Linked DNA regions of Gossypium hirsutum: region 1 is linked to region 2. The links are chromatin contacts, called in public Hi-C maps. All regions are on one chromosome and are shown on one strand. The core of a region is the stretch at or near the end of the contact, and the rest is flanking DNA. Distances in the headings are between cores, read along the strand shown.

What was found. A called contact is a pair of places that touch in the nucleus more often than the background predicts.
Region 1: a Hi-C map of fibers shows a contact between it and region 2, with 5 times the contacts expected there. The contact joins the enhancer-like site here to the promoter of LOC107948599 in region 2. A contact is called at or near these places in 15 of 34 Hi-C or Micro-C datasets (anther, callus, fibers and 4 more).

Annotation. Positions count from the first base shown.
Region 1 is chrA04:65,349,386-65,353,933 of Gossypium_hirsutum_v2.1, forward strand. No RefSeq gene overlaps it. Among protein-coding and RNA genes, the nearest start is that of LOC107931215, 15 kb to the right of the region's middle. Within about 2 kb of position 3,051, at least 4 of the 9 cell types and tissues checked have an H3K27ac peak or open chromatin away from gene starts, as enhancers often do. A contact at or near this core is called in fibers, where this site is marked.
Region 2 is chrA04:65,222,108-65,226,589 of Gossypium_hirsutum_v2.1, forward strand. It overlaps LOC107948599 (ACT domain-containing protein ACR10), which reads right to left and starts at 1,439. Exons shown (of 6, transcript XM_016883213.2): 1 at 1,056-1,439; 2 at 577-795; 3 at 378-483; 4 at 1-186. The coding sequence starts at 1,209.

The DNA of each region.
Region 1 (4,548 bases), core at 1,801-4,300, 130 kb after region 2:
CCAATCTACTGTTATTCACCTCAAAATGAAATTATTTAAATCCAAAGACCCCAGTATCAATACAAAATTGATAACTTCTAAGAAAAAAAATAATAAACCAAGATGTGAGAAACTAGGAAAAAAAACATGCAAGTATTCAATCCTCATGAAATGCATATGAACATTAAGCTCAAACAACAATTAGAATCATCTCCAATTAAGGCAGTAAAACAATACCTAAACTGATAAAATGACCAAAATTCTGGTTAGAAACCAAATTGCTCATAACCATTGCAGAAGCACAAGTTTTACAGCAAAAGAGTGTGAAACTAAAAGCTAATTGTACCATTCAACTTATTTGATTTTGCTGCTCTTCTTGGATTTGTAGCCGTTAGTGGCATCGAAGAGTGATGATGCTAGATACCAAATGGGAGTAGGTTTTGGAATTTTCTGAAGGTCAGGTGCTCTGTCCACGTTCACCGTATCATTGTTGATACAGTTTTTGGTTGGATGGAACAGGGAGGAAGAAAATGTTCTGGTGAAGATGAAGATAAAATGTATCGTCTCTCAAGAGCTGACCCCCTCAAGAAGGTTTTTAAAAATGTATATAAGGTGACTTTTTCTAGATCAGGTTGGATTCTGAATCAAATAAAAATATATTTTATAACAAATTTAATAATAATAAAAAGAGAGTAATATTACGATCAATTCAATGTAATTGAACATATGTTAAGCTATTATTTTATAAATTAAAGCTTATTTTTGCATCAAAAGCTAAATATTCCCACCATTCAAATGCTTTTTAGTATTTTAAAAAAAATTAGTAAGTTAATTATTAGCTGTTTATTATCAAAGAAAAAAGTGGAACATTTTTGTCTTGTCTTTAACATTGATTAGATATGCAGCTTAGAATATATACATATTTGGATGCTGATAACATCAAGTGATAAAAATTTAATAATTGGTGTTGAAAATTCATGTAAGTCTAAGATAACAAAACAAGTTCTAAATGATGACGTGAGCGGCTTCTCAAAAATCAAAAATTATTCGTCGCTCTTAAAATTTAAAGTTTAAGTTAAATTATTATACTCTCTCTAAAATATATTTACAATTTAATCCTTAAAAAATTGTAAAATTTAAAATGACAAAATTACGTTTTTAGTTTATTTAAAAAAATTATAATTTAAATTGGATTCCTCCAAAAATAATTTTAACTTCGCCCTTGTATTTAAGTGAAACCCTCACAACTCCATATTTCAAATTTGGCCTGAATATCTGAGAAAGAAATTCACTTCCACTCGTTCCCCTTATTTCTCGATTTCTTCTGGCAACTTTAAAGTCGTTTCCATATCACCAAGGTTTATATTGATAAAATTAAGATTTTAAAATTTGTGAAAATTATGTGAGGGGTGGTTAGTTAAAATGTAAGGAAAACATTGCTTGGAGGAGACACATTGGAATGCATGTGAAGAAAAGGAAAGAGGAGTATGATATGATGTAAAGAATGAAAGTAGGTTGATCATAATGAGCACTTTATTTGGGTAGGATTGCTAAATGGTGTGAAATCTTGGAGTTTCCTTTAAGAGACAGTAATTGCCCTCGTCAAGGATCCCCGCTTCACGTAATGTTTCAATATATGTTGACTCATTTATAATATAATTTGAGTTAATTTGCTATATATTTATAAATTTTAACTAAAGATTTAGTTGAAATAATAAAATTAAATTATTTAAAAAAGTTACAAAAGTTATATATTTTGGTATCCAAAAGTAATAGTGTTATTTATTTAGTGTTTTATTCAAGTTTTACAATTAATTTGATGAAAGCAAATTGCTAATATTATTAGGTTTGAATTTTTCATGATTTTGTTAATAGAATAAATTTAGTACTAATTATGAATTTGTTTAATTTTGCGTTTAATTTGTCAAACACAATTCGATGAATGTGTTTTAATTCGAGTTTTAAGGTTAATTTGATGAAAATCGATTGCTAATATTATTAACTAATTATGTTTTTTTATCAAATTAACTCTAAAACTTGAATTAAATATGAAAAACTAACTTTTATTAAATACATGCATCAAATTGGACCAATAAATGATATAAGTACCAGATTAGAAAAAAAAAAAAAAGAGGTCAAACTCATGTACCAAGTTATGTATTAAACCTATTAAAAACCAATCTTTATTTTTCAGTTTTTTTTTTTTGCCTTCAATCTTTATTTTTTTTATTCTTTTGTCAATTTGTTTTTTCTTACAAATTTGATGAAAGCACGATTTAAAAAAAATTAAAGGGAGATGTAGAATATTTTTAATGAGATGTAATTTATTACTTAGGTAATCCAATAAGATAATTACATGTGAAAAATAATAAAATAAACAAATCATACATGGAATTAAAAAAAATAACTCTTAATTTAAAGAAAATAAACTTAATTATCTAAAAAAAGATTTCAAAATGGATGCATAGGTTTGTTTACTAAAAAGTTTCAAAAAGATAATTAATAAATCAAACCAACTGTGTACATTCATTTTAATTTTTTTTTGTAAATAATTACATTTATTTTCTTTAAGTTAAAGAGTTATTTTTTTAACTCCATGAGTTATTTATTTTATTAATTTTGTCGTGTAATTAGTTTTAGTATCAAATTTTCTTTTCTTCAAAAACATGAATGAAGAAGAAAATTATTCTTTTATTATGGAAAGAATTTGTGGCAAACTTATTCGTTGGAAGGCTAACCTTTTATCACCAGCAGGTCAATTAGTTCTGATTAAATCCACCACTACTACATGCAATGCCACAAGTTACCTGCTACTATTTACTAATCCATAGATCGAATCAATCGGGGGACTGAAAACAAGTCTAGGGGTCTGCTTGTTTACCAGGAAAACATTTTCCGGAAAATGTTTTCCTGATTTTCCAGTGTTTGTTTGCTTGAAAATCACTTACATTGGTAAAACATTTTCAGAAACACGAGAAAATGATAAGGGATTTTGGGGAAAATGTCTTACCGATTTTATTTCTGTAAGACATTTTCCATCTTTCCTCCTCCTTCTATCCTTCTCCTTCTTTATCCAATTGGACCAGTTCCCTTCCTGAAACAAAGCTCAAGGTAACTTTTTTATGCTTTACTCTATATTTCATTCAATTTGTGACCTCTCTCACTCAAATCTTCTTCTTCATTTTTTTTCTTTTGTTGAAGAATCTATTTGGATATTGAATCTGTTTAGATTTTGTATCAGTCTGTTGAAGAGTCTTCTTCTTCTTCTTCTTTTATGCTTTATTTAAAATCTATTTGTTTCTGGGTTTTGCATCATTCAGTTTATGCTTGCTCTTCTATTACCCTAGATTTGTTTTTTTTCTTTGATTTTCTGCTCTTATATAGTATGCCTCTATTTCTATGAAACATAGAGCCTTTCTTTCTTAGTCAGATTCTTTCCTGACTTGAACCAAAGCAATTCTTTCACCTCTCCACGGACACTATCACTAAACCATAGCTACTTTCATCATTGATCTAGTGGCATTCTATCTTTCATTCTGTACGCTAGCTGCTTGCTGCAACATTTAGCATTCTTCTTTTATGGCATTAACAAAAACAAAGCATCGAGAGAGAGAGTAGGCCATTTCCCTATCTGTTCATTTTTTTATTCAATCGAGTCCATAGATATTTGGTAACAAAACACTATCTTCCTTTTCTACTTTGTCTCTTCCAATTTCTTCCATAGATATTTGATGATGCAGTACAATTTTTAGGTGCGGAATATTTGTGTTGTATTGTCAAGTTTCAGTTTGCAGTAAAGGTTAATTTTGGTATCACCTCTTTTGTGCATGACTTTGGTATTCCCTCTTTGATACATCAAACATTTTTTCCTTTGCAAATTTCAAGAGGTTGATTTGAGCAGAATTAAATATATATTTTCCTAGGGGCTCTGCATGTTCACAAATTTGAAACTATGTTGAAATATTTTCTTTACATCTCAATCACTTTTTCCAACTTCATAATCTTGTGTGGTTTGCCCTGCTCATGATGCCCTTTCATTAACCTAGTTAAAAATGGAAGTTGGGGAGTTTTGCTTGCAGATACAGGAACAATAGCTCAGACACTTCGAGTTGACGTGTTGCATAGTTTTACATTCTCGTCGGTATATTATGACATGTGGTTCATTTTTGCAGAGCAATGTGAGCAGAATAAGGCTCGAGTCCTTGTTCACTGCATGTCAGGAAAAAATAGGTTGATTTTTATTTTACTGCTCTATTCTTTTGTTATCCAAGTAGCACACTAAAACAAACATGAGCATGTTGAAGTAGTGTTTTCCTCTTTCTCTTTTATCTTATATTATACAAGAAAGAAAATTCAAATTTGAATGCTGAAAATAGGATTTTGCATATAAACTACGGTGGAAGAACCTAGTTGGACCTCACCCCTAAATCTTTCTCTATAAGATGCCTTACACCCAAGTGTGTTTTTGCAAATAGGAGATTACCTGTTTTGTATGTGTGTAATACCTCATTTTTCTTTTAATTGGGGAGGGGGGATCAACTAGCATTGAGGCAAAAATGCTTAGGTGTG
Region 2 (4,482 bases), core at 189-2,688:
TCATTGGACATCTCTAAGTTGAAAATATCATCAGTTATTGCAGACGGAAGATATGGAGATGCTTGAGAACATGCCGTAATTTCTGGTCCAACCTTTTCAATGTTAAAGCTAATCACAGCTTCCTGCATAACATCTTCCAATGCTTTATAAGTCTCCTCTTGCCTATTTTTTGTATGTAATAATTCCCTGAAAAAAAAAATCATAATATTACCAAAGGATATGACTCAAGGTAGAGATGCAAGAGGCCTTAGCGTATCAGGGTTACCACGAGCAGTAATATCATTTAGACATACACATATGTAGTTTGAATAGAAGGCAAATACATGCTGTTTTTTAACAACTGATCCTGGCTAACAAACATAACACATAAACTGAACCTGGTGTCTGTGATGAAGAAAAGGTCCACCACTGTTCCATCAGGAGTTGTTGATACCTTCACTTTCTGTATATTGAGTTCAAGACTAGAGAGAACTTGTGTCACATCTGCCAAACCAAAACATCTAAAATTCATTCACTGATCAAAGTTTTTAACCACATTTTAGAGCTCAAAATCTTGAAAAAGGAAAAAGTGATTACCATGCAGAAGGCCTTTTCTATCAACACAACAAAGCTTGATGAGAAAGACATCAGGAGGCTTAGGAGACTGCAACTCAGAACGGTAATAAGAAATTCCAGAAGCAGAAGAGCAAGAAGGGCAAGCCTGAACTAGTCTTTTCTTCAACAATTCCCACCTTGTCGCTGGCTTACAAACCACCCAAAATACTATATAACACCATTTCCCATCCGTAGATACATCTTCACAAAACAAATCCCCCCAACATAATCATTAATTAATTTTCTTTCTTTTTTTTTAAAACATATATATATATCATAAAGAAGTCTAAACCATGTGACCAAAACTTAAGTCCAAATGATCAAACTTTTGATATACTTCCCAAATGCTCATCATTAAAACCAAAATCAAAACCAAGTTTTTAAAAAAGTAATGGAAAAAGTGGGGAAAAACATGCAAGCTTGGTTTAAAAGAACAAGGGGAGGGGGGGATTTGGAATTACCTCCTCGGACAATGCTAAGACCAAAAAAGAGCAAGATGCGGCATAAATCAGAGCCTAAACCAGTTTTATCAGGGCAGTTAACAGTGATAAGAGAGGGGTCTCCTTCTTTCTCCGACGGCCTTATAATCACAACGTCGTCATGTAGAATACCCATAGTAGTAGTATAACTTGAATGGTTGAAGAAACAGTGAAGAAGTTGGTTTTGATTAGGAATTGATTTGATATATTCTTTGGGTTTTGGTTCAATGAGAAGTTGCAGTGCTTGTTTGAGTAGTAGCGTTGTGGAGAGACAGACAGACAAAACATAAAAAGCAAAGCAAAGCAAAGCAGAGAGAGAGAGAGAGAGAGAGAGGGAAAGTTACTGCTTTGCGTTTCTTGGCTTGTGGTTCACTTGTAGGAGGAGGAGTTGTTTAGCAGTCAATTTTTCTTTCTTTCTTTTCTCGTTTTTACCGTTGGTCTCAAAATCTCGGCAACTACTCCATCCTCATCTCTAACCAATTATGTGAAGCGAATTCAAATTACATTTGAGGATATAAATACCATTAATCTGATAAGTTGGATCCTTTAAACAGTTAATTTCAAACATATAAATAAATAATTTTTAGCATTTCTTGAAATAAAAACTCAATATATCACGATAAAACGACGATATATGTTAATTTACCTTTTTCACTGGGTAAGGTAGTTAGCATGTTACGTCACTCGATGGTAAATCACCTGTACCGCACATAGGCCATCAGCCGCCATCACGTGTCCTTTACTTAAGTTGTGTTTTAATGGTCACGTGACCTTGGATTGCTCTATGACCGAGACCTCGGGAAACTTTTGCCTGTTGGATGGCTGTCCATCGGGCTTCCTTGTATTAATCAATATTTAACTTCTCCCATTTTAGATCTTGGATCCCACTCATATATGTTGCCTTTCCTTCCCTATTTTAGATTTAACTTTTTCTTTAACTATTAAAGTAATTAATTTTATTTATTTTAGGTTACATTTTAATTTTTTACTTTAATGTATTATAATATTTTAGTCATTAAATTATTAATTATAATTAATGATATAACGGTAAATTGACATAACACATTAAATATTCATTACAAACAAAAAATTTAAATTAAATTATATAATTGATATCCATATTTTTTTTTATTTTATGCAATTTAATAATTTTTTATGTTTTTTTTTAACTTTTTTTTTTATTCTCTTCTAATTCTCTCTCTATTTTCTTTCTTTCTTCATCTCTTTTAACATATTTTTTTATATTTTTTATTTGTTAAAACTTTTTTTATTAACAGACAAAACTCACTTGCAATGAATTATTAAGTAAATACGGTTGAAATAGTAATCGAGAGAAAATATCAAATTACTTGAGAAATTTTAGCATAATTATTTTTTAAATCTTAATTTTAATAAAAATAGATAAAAAAAATTTATCACATGTCTTATGGATGAATGGTGAAATTACAAAAATGATGACATTAAAATTAATTATTGTAGTAAATTAAGGGTACAAGATGTGTTTGGACTAAAATGTAATAATGAATGTAAAAAGTAAAAAAAAATACTATTAAAAATATAATATTAAAATAAGTTTGCATATAGATTAAAAACATATTTGATTTAAATAATAAATATAAATTAAATTATAGTATATAGTACTATATGGATAGGTGTCTAATTAAATGTGCATAATGTATATATGGTTATATGTATATATTATGAATTTGTATTGTTGTGTTGGCATTAAATATAGGATAGGAAACTTATTCAATTTTTTTAAAGATTTATTTTTCTCGAAATTTTAATTTTTTAAATATATAAATAGTTTATCCTAATTGTAAATTTTTAAAGTTTATATAAATAATAGCATAAATAAATTTTAGGATAGGTTTAATTTAATACTTGGCCCTCAAATTATGGTTTTTGTTTGAGTTAGGTACCTAAACTGTATTTCGTAACTAATATTGGCCCGTATGTTATACCCGTTTTAAAAAAAACTTTCGGCCAGTAAAAAATTGACACATCATTAAAATGTTATTTCCTTTTATTATAGTTGAAAAATAAAATAAGGGTAAAATTTGCTAGTAATCACCCAACTATTAGTAAATTTCTTTTTTAGTCACCCAACAATGAAAAGTTACAAAATGGTCACCAACAATTCAATTTTATCTTTTTTGGTCACCAATAGGCTAACATGGGAGCTTTTAAAATTAGCATGATAACAATTTTAACCTTCAACATTTATACATTATGTCAATTAAGTCTTGATTCTAAACAAACACATTGTAATTTGGTCATATTTGGAGTTTTGCTTTTTTTTTTCTTGACATTTTTGCCTAAAAAGCTAAAAAAACAAATTTATCATCTACATTTGATTGAAAATATACAAAAATGGAAACACCCAAAAATCCAAAACAATAAATTTTATATTTTTTCATTTTTTTTAAAAATTAACCCTCAATGTCACAAAGAAAAGTAAATTTGCAAAAAAAAAATTACACAATGTGTAAATATTGAGAGTTGGCAAAATGACCGAGGAGGATTGATGCGAGTCTCAATGCCTAATTTCAATGTCAAAAGCCAAGCAAATCATACCTAGATTCGATCAAAGACAATAGGTGAGGTCTTTTCGAGAAAAGGGGGAATGATACATGCATGGAATAAGTGAAATTTATTAAAGTCAATTCAACCAAACTATCAATTTTCAAGTTGAAAAGATTAGTCAAATTGCGACGAATTTTTGGATGAGATCTAGCTATCTATAGGCTTAGATGTCTGAATAGAGTTGAAGAGCTATCTCTTAGCTTCAAAACACACTTTGAAGTACTTGATTTTGAGTTTCAGAACTCAAGTTATAACCCTTTTAGTGAAGTCTGCGCAAGTAGAATTTCTAGATGGGAATATTACAAAAATTACAAGTTTTGGGCTTTTTAGTCGAGTTTAAATCATATTGGGTTTGAATTTCAAGCTTAATTTTTTTATATACGAGCCTAATATTGTATTTATTAAGTTTTATTATTTATTTATTCCGAATTTTGGATAACTTTTAAATATTTTAAGTTATTTAGGAGTTTTATGTCAATAAGAAAGTTTAGTTTAAAACTACTTCTTTAGGTTAATTAGAGTTTTAGTATACTTAAGAATTTTATTTGGATTTACTTAATTAGCCTATATAAATGACTCTTCATTGTACACAATTATTCAACAAGCAATTAATTCATTATTCCCTTTGAATTAATAAAATTCTCTTTAAATTTTCTTTTTAAGAATTTCTCTTGAGTTTTATTTTAAAAGAATTTTAACAATCTTTTCAGATTGTGAGGATCATCTTCAAGCTTTTTCTTGTCAAGTTTTTTTATGGAGGAGAAATTAGAGTCGTTTGAAGGGGATTGTGGATTCATTGGGTTTCCAAAGCTCCTTAGGACTT